Linked DNA regions of Mus musculus: region 1 is linked to region 2. The links are chromatin contacts, called in public Hi-C maps. All regions are on one chromosome and are shown on one strand. Each heading gives the region's core, a stretch centred on a gene start, on an enhancer-like site or on the middle of the called end of the contact. The rest is flanking DNA. Distances are from core to core; before and after follow the strand shown. Region 1 has its middle 5.8 kb from the start of Gm36769. Region 2 overlaps Gm36595 (predicted gene, 36595).

The links. Hi-C and Micro-C count contacts between places; a contact is called where the count stands out from the background.
Region 1: a contact with region 2 is called in a Hi-C map of uterus, with 3 times the contacts expected there. The contact joins two enhancer-like sites. A contact is called at or near these places in 3 of 484 Hi-C or Micro-C datasets (bone marrow-derived macrophages, nephron progenitors and uterus).

What each region holds. Positions count from the first base shown.
Region 1 is chr10:56,937,658-56,944,643 of GRCm38.p6, forward strand. No RefSeq gene overlaps it. Among named protein-coding and RNA genes, the nearest start is that of Gm36769, 5.8 kb to the left of the region's middle. Within about 2 kb of position 5,339, at least 7 of the 459 cell types and tissues checked have an H3K27ac peak or open chromatin away from gene starts, as enhancers often do. A contact at or near this core is called in uterus, where this site is marked.
Region 2 is chr10:56,466,766-56,473,176 of GRCm38.p6, forward strand. The region is part of intron 4 of Gm36595 (predicted gene, 36595); the gene reads left to right. Among named protein-coding and RNA genes, the nearest start is that of Gm36595, 38 kb to the left of the region's middle. Within about 2 kb of position 2,411, at least 107 of the 459 cell types and tissues checked have an H3K27ac peak or open chromatin away from gene starts, as enhancers often do. A contact at or near this core is called in uterus, where this site is marked.

The DNA of each region.
Region 1 (6,986 bases), core at 4,089-6,588, 470 kb after region 2:
AAGGATAGAAATATGCTGGCTCAACTGTCTGTTAGCATATAGGAGAATGTGAATCGATCCATTTTTTATCTCATTGTACAAAGCTCAAGTCTAAGTGGATCAAGGAACTCCACATAAAACCAGAGACACTGAAACTTATAGAGGAGAAAGTGGGGAAGATCCTCAAAGATATGGGCACAGGGGAAAAATTCCTGAACAGAACACCAATGGCTTCTACTGTAAGATCAAGAATTAACAAATGAGCCGGGCAGTGGTGGCACACACCTTTAATCCCAGCACTTGGGAGGCAGAGGCCGGCGGATTTCTGAGGCCAGCCTGGTCTGCAGAGTGAGTTCCAGGACAGCCAGGGCTACACAGAGAAACCCTGTCTCAAAAAACCAAACCAAACCAAACCAAACCAAACCAAACCAAACCAAACCAAACCAAATCAAAACACAAATGAGACCTCATAAAATTGCAAAGCTTCTGTAAGGCAAAGGACACTGTCAATAAGACAAAAAGGCAACCAACAAATTGGGAAAAGATCTTTACCAATCCTAAAAGTTTTATTTTATATTTAATTATGTATACATGTGTATATCTCTACTGGCTTTGTGCAGGTGCATGCAGTACCTGCAGAGGCCAAAAGAAGGAGTCAGATCCCCTGGAGTGGGAATTTCAGACTGTTGGGATCTACAGGATGGAGCTGATGGAAACTAACTTCTGGTCGTCTCTGAGGGCAGTATATGCCTTTAACCTCTGAGGCATCTCTCATCTCTTTGTTTGTGTGAGACTCCCTAACATTAATGGCATGCATGAGCATGTATAGAAGGTGATTTACTGGATCTTGAGCATCTTTTTGGTAGCTGCATTTCAGAAGCAAAGGACACTTCTCCAGCAGCCCCCATTATCTGCCCAAGGTCCTTCAGGAAGAGGTGAGGCCTCATCAGCTGCCCCCAGGATGAGACTTTAAAAGTCATAAACATACATCCAAAACACATAAGTTATACATTTTAAGAAGTTTCTCTTTAATATTACATTTGTGGTAGAAATATTTAAATTTTAAAGAACTCTAAAACTCATCCAATCTTTTTCTTTCGTGAATTTTTGGAGCAATGTAAGAGAAGATTTACTTCATGTCTACCAAGATCACCCTAATTGTCCCTCCATACATTCTTGAGAGTAATTTTAAATGATTTGCTGCAAAATTATTTTGAATACTTGAAGAGAAAAAAAAAAGATAATTAAATCTGCGGTTGCTTTGCTCAAGACATGGGTTTCTGCCATATTATCCTTTTTTTTTTTTTTTTTTTTTTAAGTTTTCACATCCACATTATAGGGTTTGGGTAGTTTTTAAGAATTATGTTTAGAGACATCTCAGCCAAAGGCATGAGACTTCATCTTTTGTTTTTATGAAATCTGAGCCTGAAGAGATGAATCAGGGTGGTTGTTAAATCTGAATTAGTATTGTTGAGAATCCACTGGCAGCACAAGTGCTGATTTGGAATATCTTTTGTGACTTTAGTACATGTTAGCCATGAAAACCGAGGACAAAATATTATAGCATTTCATAAATCACTACTGAGTTCATTTTGGGTCACAATTGTGATTCCTATTTGTTCTTTCTTGGATACATATCTAAGAGTAGAGTAAAAGTTCAGCCTGACTGGCATTTTGAGGAGGACGAAAGGCATTTTAAGTTGTACCAGTAGAAACATCACAGTGTAACCCCGAAACCAGAGAAAAGCTCTTGTCAATATTGCAGCAGAAATGTGTTTTACTGAAGATGGTGCTATAACCTAAAGACACTTCATATAGAACTCATTCAGAGCTGGGTAGACCTTGCTGTTTTACAGCACAACTCAGAACATGTGGCTTTATGCAAAATACTTAAAACATTCTGAGACTTGAAGACTATGGATGCCAATTAGAGGAAGCAGCCACACTGTGTAGAGTTGTGAGAATTAGATGGGACTGCAAATCCAATGCATCAAAGAGAGTGGCCAGGACAAAGCAAGGTGGCAATACACGGATGGGATAGAACCACACCAGACCAGCACTGTAAGTTAGTAAGTTAGACAGCAGGACTCAGCACATGTTGAGCATCCTACCCACGGGATTTGTGGAAACCTGGCCTTTCATGGTCAGTGTATGTTTTCTATAGGGAAGATATGGCGATGACGGACAAGAAGAGATTCAGTTCACTTCTCTATAGTTTCTTTTACTCTATAGCCCCATGTTCTCAGCCTCCTCTTTGTCAAGGTTAATCTGAGGAATAGTTACACTTCAAGGGTTTATAATGGATAGTGAGAATTAATACTAGGAAGTAGATACTGCATATGGTTTGGCTTCTAAATTCTTTAACCTTTCTTGAGTCTAAAAATGCCTTATCTTTACTAGCTTAGCTCTTTTAAAATTTCTGACAAATAGTATTATTAGAAATTAACACTATTTCCGGGTGGTGGCAGCGCACGCCTTTAATCCCAGCACTTGGGAGGTAGAGGCAGGCGGATTTCTGAGTTCGAGGCCAGCCTGGTCTACAGAGTCAGTTCCAGGACAGCCAGGGCTACACAGAGAACCCCTGTCTAGAAAAAAACAAAACAAAAACGAACAAACAAACAAAAAACAAAGAAAGAGAAAGAAATTAACACTATTGATGACTTTGAAGGAATACCTTCTAAATAATTATTGTAGGCTTCTGAAAACACCCTTCTACACACAAGGCAGGTTTCCTCTAGATTTCTCTGTTACATTCAGTTACTTCAGGTGCAAGAGCAGCTATGCTCTTCAGCCACAGCATCCTAGATGGCTTTATTCTTTAGTTCTTACAATGTAACTACAGTAGAATTCAATTTAGCAAGATGCTCTGTGAACCACATTAACTTCCAACTATTCATCTCTAGGCTAAAACTGAGCAACACACGTATTTACAGAAAAGCTGTTTGAAGAAAAACAGCAAAAGAAAGCAATGAGCATAAAAAATCTTCACAGTGGTGTTATTTATAGTAATGTTAGAAATGACCTAATTGCTCAACAAGAAGAAAAAGTTTGGATAGATATCAAAGTAAGTAATGAAATATTATGTACTTGCTAAAGAAATAATTATGAGCATTAGGTAATAACATGACAATGTCTTGGTATAATGCTAATTTAAAATAGAATGTATTACTTCATCATTACAAATTCAGGAAATATGTGACCATGTATAAGTAAGAAGCGAAAACTAAAAATTATAATTATATAAATTGTATTCTTTCTTTTATGTTCCTGTTTTTTAAATTATACTTGTGCTTAATTAAAAAGTAATAAATTTTGAGTAAGAAATAGACAATAGAAGATGGACAAATTATGTGGAGATACAGTTCTAAACATCAAAGGCTAGCCTAAAAATAACTTTAAATTGGCCATTATAAGGAGAGTTCACTCCTAACCACTTCTGCCTGTCAGTTCGTCTGTCTTGAAAAGGGAATGTTAGTGAATTAAAAGTCATAAGCCTGGACAATTGCCTCCACTAAGACAACAACTGGCAATTTATCCTAAGACAGTTTATGCCCTTGAAATAGAATTATCTCAACTTCAAAACCTAGGAGTTAGACTAGACAGTTTTTAGGATTGTTTCTAGTCTTAGGTTCTAAGGTTTTGAGCTTAGGTCTTTATTCAGACCCTATTTAATAAGTATGTCTGCTTTTAGAGCTTGTCTTTTCTGTGATAAGAATAGTGTTAGTTACTATTTATAAAGATTTACCTGGAATTTCTGCTGAAAATGTGAAATTAGATATTAAATAATCATAATGTTTATTAACTGCTAAACATTTTTCCAACTCCCTGTAAATCCTAGAAAGGTCATGTTTGGAAAGTTTATATATATATATATATATATATATATATATATATATATACTTTGTACATATGTACATATACACACATATATATGCATGTATATACACACATACATATATATGTACATATGTATACATATATTGACTTGAAAACTGAAAAACAAGGTTTTCGTTATGAATGATTTTACTCTTTTTAATGTTACCAAAGTCACATCCAAAATTAGTGTTTTAACACACTTATAAGGTTATAGAATTGTTAAATAAAATTTCAATAAAAGTAGAATGAATCAGGTATAAACTTCTAATAAGGAGTAACTTCTAACTCTAACTAGTTAAACATTGGTAAGATGTACAGTGATCCCTAAATTTACATCCGTATATAGAGAAAACTTAGCAAAGTGTTTAAAGGAAACTCCAATAAGAAACCTAAGAATAGGATCTATAAAGCAAAGCATTACATTTTACAATTTCTTCTGCTGCAACACCAAGTAGATTGGTTACAATGAAGCTATAAAGTCAGGTGGCAAAAAGATGGTTGCTTTTTGGCAGTTTCAGTGTCTGGAAGGACACAAATTGCCTCCAAACGGCGACTTTGGCAATTGCTACAAATCAGAAGCTCACAACCAACAGGAAATGAAAACACAGAACACAGTCTGGTAGGTCGCCTGATGTCTCTTTGATCTTGTGCACAACTCCACTTGTGAGTGTCCTGATCATCTCCACTTCACTGAACAGGAACCCTCCTCATAGCCACAGCATGTGGGCTGCTAACTTCAGTCAGGAAAAGCCACCTCTTTCTGATACTTATGTCATTTTGTATAAGAAACTATATCTTCTATAGATTAAACTAATAAAATATCTGATTGGACATGAGTCAAATTGTCATTTGAACACGGATACAATTGAATGAGCTCTACAAGGCTTAGACTTTGTGAAAATTAACTTAATAATTGTATTAAAAGATCTTTCCACAAAGAGCATTCAGAGCACTCTTAAAGACCCACATCCATTTGGTATCCATTGAATATTTATTTGTGCCAGTAGATGAAAAAAATTATAAATCACGGGAGACAGAAATCACAAAATATTTAGCTCTAATAATCCCAAATTTTAAAATTCTATAATGCTTTGGAGTTCTGTTATTGGACGTAAGATGGGAGTCAGATGAAACATACTCTGATCAGAGCATTTACTATTCTAGGTGCTTTATATCTACCTAGTATTTGTGGTATAGAAAAGAAAAACTGAAAAACATGATCAGAGAAGGTGCCTAGGGCACAATTTTCACAAGCCAATAGAATGCCCAGAGGGAAAGACACAGAACCTGGCTCAAGAAACCCTCTCCCTAACCTTTGTTTACCTCTTAAACAAGGAACTCTCCTCCCAGAAAACGAGGACAGACTGACCCAAATAAAGCCTGCTCGAGATATATTTGTTTACAAACCCAGATTTACTAAGTTCTGTCCAGACCCAGACACTGTGCCACGCACAGGATCAGTAATGAATGCCAGAACATCCCACAGCAAGAAAAATTCTCACTTTGGAGCCACTGGACAAAAGTGCTTCTTTTACTTCATCCAGTGTCCAGTCCATCTCTCCCCTTAGAGGTCTGTCTCTGAGGCTTGTGACTTTTAAGCCAAGATAATTGGAACACCATCAAATAAATACTAAATACTGTCAGGGAAAAAACCCAGCAGGGACCTTTAGTGTTTTCTTGCTTCTGAATTTTCTCCATCAAATGCCACACAGTGACATTTACTGAAACTGAAATCGTTGCAAACTAGTTGCTTCTAATTGGAAAAAAATGTTTGAGGCAACTTCGCTGGGAGTGTGGAGGAACCAGAGAGAACTGAGCATAGCCACATTTGTCCTGATGTTAGAATTCATCTTTCTTTTTAATTAAGGGCCAGCTTCTAAGTTGTGTGCCCTTAGGCTTTCTAACTGAACAAAAGCTTAGCTGTGGAAAAGTGGAGAACTCTTCACCTCTGACAAGACTTACCTGGAAGATGTTTGTGCATGGTTCTCTTTGCTTCTCATTTTAACTCCCTCTAGCACACAAACAAATGATTTCATGCACAGGCCTGGCTGACATCAGGCCTCTGAAACCTGGGAGCCACTTTTCAGTTCACTTACTGATAACTATTAACCTCTTGAGTTCTGGGATAGGGTGATTGAGGTTCATGACATCAGTTCTATTCATTCATGATAAAGACAGAATATTTTTGGTATTAATATTTCTTGATTTTCGTTAGAGTTCTTGCTATCACGTCTTATATTGGTTTCCAAGGGGGCAACAATGAGCATGAAAGCAACTTCAGTTTTTAAAAAATAAGTAGTTATTTTGGTAATAGCCTGCAACATAAAACACTGGTCCCTGACAGGTAAATTCCATTGAAGAGTCATATCATCATCAAAGAGGATGCTCTTAGATCCCAGCTCCTTTTGTTTGTTTGTAAGAACTATAACTTCCTCTACAAGGGCTCATTTCTTCTGCAGACCAGAGAGGCTTTGTGAGATGACTCCATATGCTGCTCTGTGGAGGGCAAACCTCTGAGAAACAGGTCCAAAGTAAAATCCTCATGTCATCAGGCTTTATCTTAATGGCACCCTTGAAGTTGGATGCAAAACATACATTTTTATCTGATTCTAATTACATGGAACTCCAAAGTCATTTTGGTAACAGAAACCGTTCTAACCTGTAATTAAATTTGGGATTTTTATTTTCCTTAAGACATAAAAGTTGCTTTGGTAAGGACTTTGAAGTTTAAAATAAAACACAAAAACAGAATGAATCCAACAAAGCCTGGTCAAATGAATGATTTTTATCCATGGTCTAAGCATTAAGCCAAGTTAATTGGGAACGAATATATCTTTAATCATTTTTGGTTATGGTGCAAATTATTTCTACCCCAAATCCCTACTTGACAAAGAATTAGTAAGATTTCGACTTCGATAAAAATCTCCACAATTACAATTCTTAAGGAAATGGCTCTGCACTCCGGATTTCTTCTCTGTCAGTCAATATATCAGAAAAGAAATCTACTCAGCCTCAATCACATGACAAGCAATGATAAGGAATTTTGAAATATTAGAAGTGAGGAAATAATAAAAGGAAGTGTTTGCTAAGTAGTTAAACTTCCCTCACCTATTTATAAAGAACATTTACAG
Region 2 (6,411 bases), core at 1,161-3,660:
CATCTTGGAGATCCCCCCCCTACCCCCACACACCTCCTTACTCACTTCAGTTGTAGATTGCCATTCATTTTCATGGCCATCTAGTCATTTTTCCTGTCCTTCTCCACACCTGATCCTGAATCCCCCATTCCTCTCTCCATCTCCACTCCTTCCCAGTTCCCTCCATCCACTTGCCTCTTATGACTATTTTATTCCCTCTTCTAAGTGAGATCCAAGCATTCTCACTTAGACCTTCTTTCTTGTTTTGCTTCTTTGGGTCTGTGGAGTGTAGTATGGGTGGCCTGTATTTTATGGCTAAAGTGAGTACATACCACACACATCCTTTTGGGATTGGGTTACGTCACTCAGGATGATATTCTCAAGTTCCACCCACTTGCCTGCAAAATTCATGATGTCTTGGGTTTTAGTAGCTGAATAATATTCCATTGTGCAGATGTACCACATTTTCTTTATCTTTACTTTAGTTGAGGGACATCTAGGTTGTTCCCAGTTTCTGGCTATTACAAATAAAGCTGCTGTGAACATAGTTGAGCAAGTGTCCTTGTGGGATGTTGGGGTATCTTTTATGTATATACCCAGGAGGTATAGCTGGGTCTTGAGGTAGAATTAGTCCCAGTTTTCTGAGAAACTGCCAAATTGTTTTCCAGAGTGTTTGTTCAAGTTTGTACTCCCATCAACAATGGAGGAGTGTTCCCCTTGCTCCACATCCTTGCCAGCAAGTGCTATCACTTGAGTTTTTGATCTTAGCCATTCTGATGGGTATAAGATAGAACCTCATAGTTATTTTGATTTGCATTTCCTTGATGACTAAGGACTTTGAACATTTCTGGAAGTGCTTCTCAGCCATTGGATATTCCTCTGTTGAGAATTCTGTTTAGTTCTGTACCCCATTTTTTAACTGGGTTATTTGGGTTGTTAGTGTATAACTTCTTGAATTCCTTGTAAATTTTGGATATTAGCCCTCTGTCAGATGTAGGGTTGGTGAAGAGCCTTCCCCAATCTGAGGGTTGCCTAATTGTCCTATGTGACAGTGTCCTTTGCTTTACAAAAGCTTTGCAGTTTCATGAGGACCCATTTATCAATTGTTGATCTGAGAGCCTGAGCCACAGGTATAAACCACCACAATGTCTTCAAGTACATTTTTGTTTGTTTGTTTTGAGACAGGATCTTACTATGCAACAGAGGTTGGCTTGGAACTTGGCATATAGACAAAGGTAGCTTTGAACTCAGAGATCTATTTTCCAAGTACTGACATTAAAGGTTGTGCTGCCAGGCCTGGCCCAAGTACATTTTTTTTAATCAATTTTCTGCTCTGATTCTCAGCTGAAATATTATGTACCCGGTAAAAATGTGACAAGATATGAGCAACAAACTTCATGTGTTTTATTTAGCATATTCAAAACAGTTTGAACTAAATATAGGTAATTTGAATCTTCTGTGATTTGGTGTCAAACAGATCTCAAAAGATCACTAAGACTAGAGCTGACTAAGCTTTGTGAACAAGAGAAATAACTCAGCAGTAAAAAGTATTTCTTACTCTTATAATAGACCAGGTTAGGGTTCCCAGCACAACATAGCAGCTCATAACCATATATACCTCCAGTTCCAGGAGCTTGGACATGCATGATCTCCTGGACTCACACACATATACTCAAATATATATACCAAAAAATAAAATGTAATTAAAAAAAGAAGCAAACATGCTTATGCTTTATTTGATAAGTATATAATTGTTATCTTGGGTCTTGGTAAAAAGGTAATATAGTGCAGGAATTAACCAAATTCTTACTTTTCTCATTAAAACTGAGAAAGTTTGCTTTGCAAATTCTCCAGTTGTCATATTGGTTACTTTGAGCTTTTTAACTGACCTAAAGTCGGATGTGTGGAAGTGTCAGGCCAGCTTTCCTGGGTGTGATCCAACCGTCTGCCTAGAGACATAACTATGACACATTCCTCAAAGCCTAGCTTGCTGGCTCAATCATACAGGCTTTGAGTTTAAATCCGGAAAGTAAAGAAAACGGGAGATAGTGATCAGCAACAGGCTGGGATGAGCTGGTCTGTGTAAGCGTTGGATTGGCAGAGCAGGAAAATCAAGAAGTGCCATCAAAATACACGGTGTGTCTTGTTTCTGACCCCAGTAATTTAGGTTGGTTGCTAAACAAAATAAATGCAGCTTCTCTCATGTTCAAAGCACTTCCTCAAAGAAAACAAAGTTAAGTGCCTAATACCAGGCTGATTCTCAGTTTGCAGATGAAGAAGCTGATGAGAGAGAGTCTAAATGCCCTGGTGGAGCTTAGACAAAGCTGGGGGTTACAAAGAAAGTCCGGGTCTTGTCCCAACAGGGTCACTATCCTGCAACCTTCTAGCCTGTCCCCGTGAATCAGCAAGAATGCTGGCAGTCTGGATGCCACATGGAAGGAAGCAAGCCTGGAATCTCCAGTCTAGGATTTTTGGCTCAGCGGGGGCTGCACACAGGCTAGCTGAAATCCGGCTTCAGGTTAACACAGAAGGAAAGGCGTAAAACCCGGACAACAGAGATAGGCTGCTCATAACGTTCCCGGTACCGCTCCGGAAAATTCAAAACAAAGTTGTATCAAAACAAAGTTGTAAAAGGAAAGACGATCATTTTGGAGCCTTGCTCAGGAATTCCAGGCTTTCCGTTCTGCACTCTCCTCCTCGCAAGGAAAGCCGTCATTTCTGAAAAAATATACCCAGTTTTAGGAAGGCTATTCCGAGAGGCAGACAGCTTTCTGAGGAGATCATTTGAACATCTGGGTTTTTTCCATTCTGTTTTGCTACTAATTTGCAATATGGTAATGAAAGAGCCTTGGGAGAAAACACATTGAGAGAAAAATTGTGCCTCAAAAATTATATATCTTTGTTTTTATTTGTTTTTGTCCCCTCCCCCTTTAAATATACTAGACAGTTTACAGTAGTTTGGCCACAGAGATATTTCTGTGACTGGAATTTTTGCCGTTATGATCAGGCCCACAAGTTTGGTTGCATTCCAACTCTTTAGCTTCACATCCTCTTAGCTTCTCGATCCATACATTAACAGAAGTGAAATAAATTACTAGATAAGGCATTTCCAAAGCAATGCAGAGCACATACCATATAAATATCAATTACCTTGACTGTTGAGAATAATATCCATTAGGGAATCCATAGATATTACTATTTCCTGCCTAACAATGCTTTTTAAACAAACAAACAAGCAAATAAAAACGGAGGAAAGATGTCTATGGAAGACAAGAGGAGTTTGTTCCCGTGTGCCACTTTTCAAAGTTAACTGGAGGCTGTTAGAAGCCAGCATGTTTAAACCAGTGTGGTGCCATCTTATGAAACAGGGGTTTAGACAAGTCATGTCATAGTCTCCCTTTCCACGTTCACACCCAGAGTGAGGCTGCCTTCTCCAAGTGGGATGACAGAGGCAGATGAGAAATACTCCTGCTTGTAAGAATTGCCATCTGTCATTGTGAGAGGTTCATTTCCTTATCTTTCTATTTAGACAAGCTGACTGGAAGCTGAGCGGGGTCTCACCTGGACAAAAGCCTTCTTGGACAGACTAACTTTGCAGAGGTTGCACATAGAGCAGTAACCTCCTTCCCAGAGACTAGAAGGAAGACGAGCTACTGTTGCTTCTGCTGCTGGCCATCTTTGGGTTGCCTACGATATCATTCCGTATGTTCTACTTGTTGATGAATAGCAAACTTGTGATAACACGGAGAGGGGAGCAGAAGAAATGGCTTAATTGGTAAAGAGTTTGCTATAAAAGCATGGGATGGGGGTGGGGTGGGGGGCTGGGTTCAAGGTCTAGCCTCTAAAGCCAGGCTCCTGTTTGAGCCGTAATCACATTTCAGGGATGATAAGACAGGAAGTTCCCTGGCGTTTTTCTATTCAGGTAATCCAACTGCATCGGGGAGTTCCGGACTCACTGAGAGAACCTATCTCCAAAAATCAGATGGAGATGATCAAGGACAATCTGCTACTCTTCACTTTCTGATCTAGAAATAAGAATTATGAAAAAATATTTCAATGGATATTCCTGTCAAGATGACCATCACAGAGATGCTGTCCAGTTACAAAGTGTTTGCCTAACATAGCCAAGGCCTTGGGGTCCATCCCCAGAATCACTAAAATGGAAATGCAAGCAAGCAAACAAAAGTCAATGTGGTAGATCTAATATCTACCTTGAGAGGATGTGACAGTTTTTCTTCTCAAATTGCCTTTAACCCAGTGATTCTCAATTTTCCTAAAACTGTAACCCTTTAATACAGTCCCTAATGCTTACAGTTCCTAAAGCTGTGGTGTTCTCCAACCATAAAATTATTTCATTGCTACTTCATGACTGTAATCTTGCTACAGTGATGCATAGTAATGTAAATATCTGTGTTTTCTGATGGTCTTAGGAGAACCCTGTGGAAAGGTCTTTCAGATCTACTAAAGGGTGGGGACCCATAGGTTGTGAACCACTGTGTAGAGGGTAGAATGTCCTGATTTGCTCAAAACCCAAGTTTTAGTTGAATACAGTTGTACGTGCCGTGTAAGCCCAGCATTCGGGAGGCTGATCCAGAAGCTTCTCCAGTTCAAGGCCCCCCCCCCCCCCCCGCAACACACACACGCCACGCCCCACCCTGGGTGCTTAGTGGAACTCTGTCTCAATGTCAACCAAAACAAACAAGCAACACAGCCACATTTTAAATAGCACTTTGTACGTGAATAATCATATAAATAAAATGGAAAACCAGGAGTGGCAGCATCCCAGCACTTGAGAAGTGGAGCCCAGAGGACCAGAGTTCAAAGTCATCCTTACTTACATAGCAAGTTCAGGGCCAGCCTGGGCTTCATGTCACCAGTGAACACATACACTTTAAGTCATGATCGACACAAGCATTTGAAGCAGTGGAATGGATTTCATTCATATTTGCTGAGCAGATTCACGGATGCTTCTTTCCATATGCTTCCTTGTTAAGTGTCACCACATTTGCTAAAATGCTCGCAATGAGGTGTTTAAATGCTGGCTTCTGTCATGGGACTTTAAGTTTTTAGAGAGTAGATGACTTTCCTGCCTTCTTTTCTGTGTTTTTTTTATTAACTTTTACTTGGTAAATTCCAAACAAGTAGTTGTGAAATTTAATTTATATGTTGAATTTCTTCCCCTAAATTCGGTAGCATCTAAAACTAATTAAAACATCTTCAATATTAATCCTTTGAGTTTATATAGTATTCTTAAGCAATTCATCATTGTGATTATCTTGTCTTATTATATGCTTGTAATTTTCATATGTGGCGTTGACTTTCTAATATAATATTTATTATTTGTGAATTTCATATATATATCATACATATGGTGACTGGATATATTCCCTCTTTCCTCTTTAGGTCTCCAATTCTTCCTAGACTTGCCTGTCCACTTCTCTTCCCCGTTCATGTCTTCTCCCTCCTCTTCCTCCTCCTCCTTCTGTTTCATCTAATTTGTGCTGCCCATAAGTGCATAGGTTTGTGAGACCATGCACTCACTGACTGTAAGTGTATAGGTCTGTGGGTTCGTGCATTCAAGCATAGTACACCTATCAAGGGATGCACACCCTGAGGAAAGCTGGCTCTTTCCCATCCAGTAGGGGTAGAGTCTTGAAAGCCCCTCATTCATCTAGGTTGGAATGCTGACTGTCTTGAACTGATGTCCATCTTGTACAGGCAACCACAGCTGCTGTGAGCTCATGAATGTCATGGACTTCTGTGTCTAGAAGACGCAGCTTGATCACAGTTCTTCCTGAACTTTGACTCTTACAATCTTTTCACTTCTTTTGTGAAGTTGCTTGAGCTTTGTGAGGAGAAGGTGTGATATAGTTATCCTATTAATGGCTGATCACTCCATAGATGCATCCTCTGTACCAGCTGTGAGTCTCTGTACAAAGAAGCTTCTCTGATGGGGAAAAAGAACTACACAAATCTCAGTATAAAGACAAGTATTTGACGACAATTTGTTACTATGTCCATTGGGCACAGCAATAGTATTACATTATCCCACAGAGCTTATGAGTCATGGCTCCTGGGCCATATCTACAGCACCAGGAATGAAATTTGTCTTCTGTGAAATAAGCAATAAATCGACTAAAAAGATGGTTGGTTACCCTCAAAACATCTATGCCACTACAGCACCAGTGGCCATACTTGCTAGGGTAGTTGTTTCTGTAGGTTACAGTCTTCAGAGGTTGTTAAGACAGTTGGTGACTTATCCCCATAGCAATTTTCATCACACCTTCAGGTAATACAAAAACTAAAAGAGATGTATTCCTTTCCTGTTGAGCTATAAAATTAAAACAGAGAAGGCGTAAGAAGTGTTTTAAAGATCATTAGTGATAGAGAGTGAGGTAGACATTAGATGAGAGGTCCTGGAATCCTTTTTCG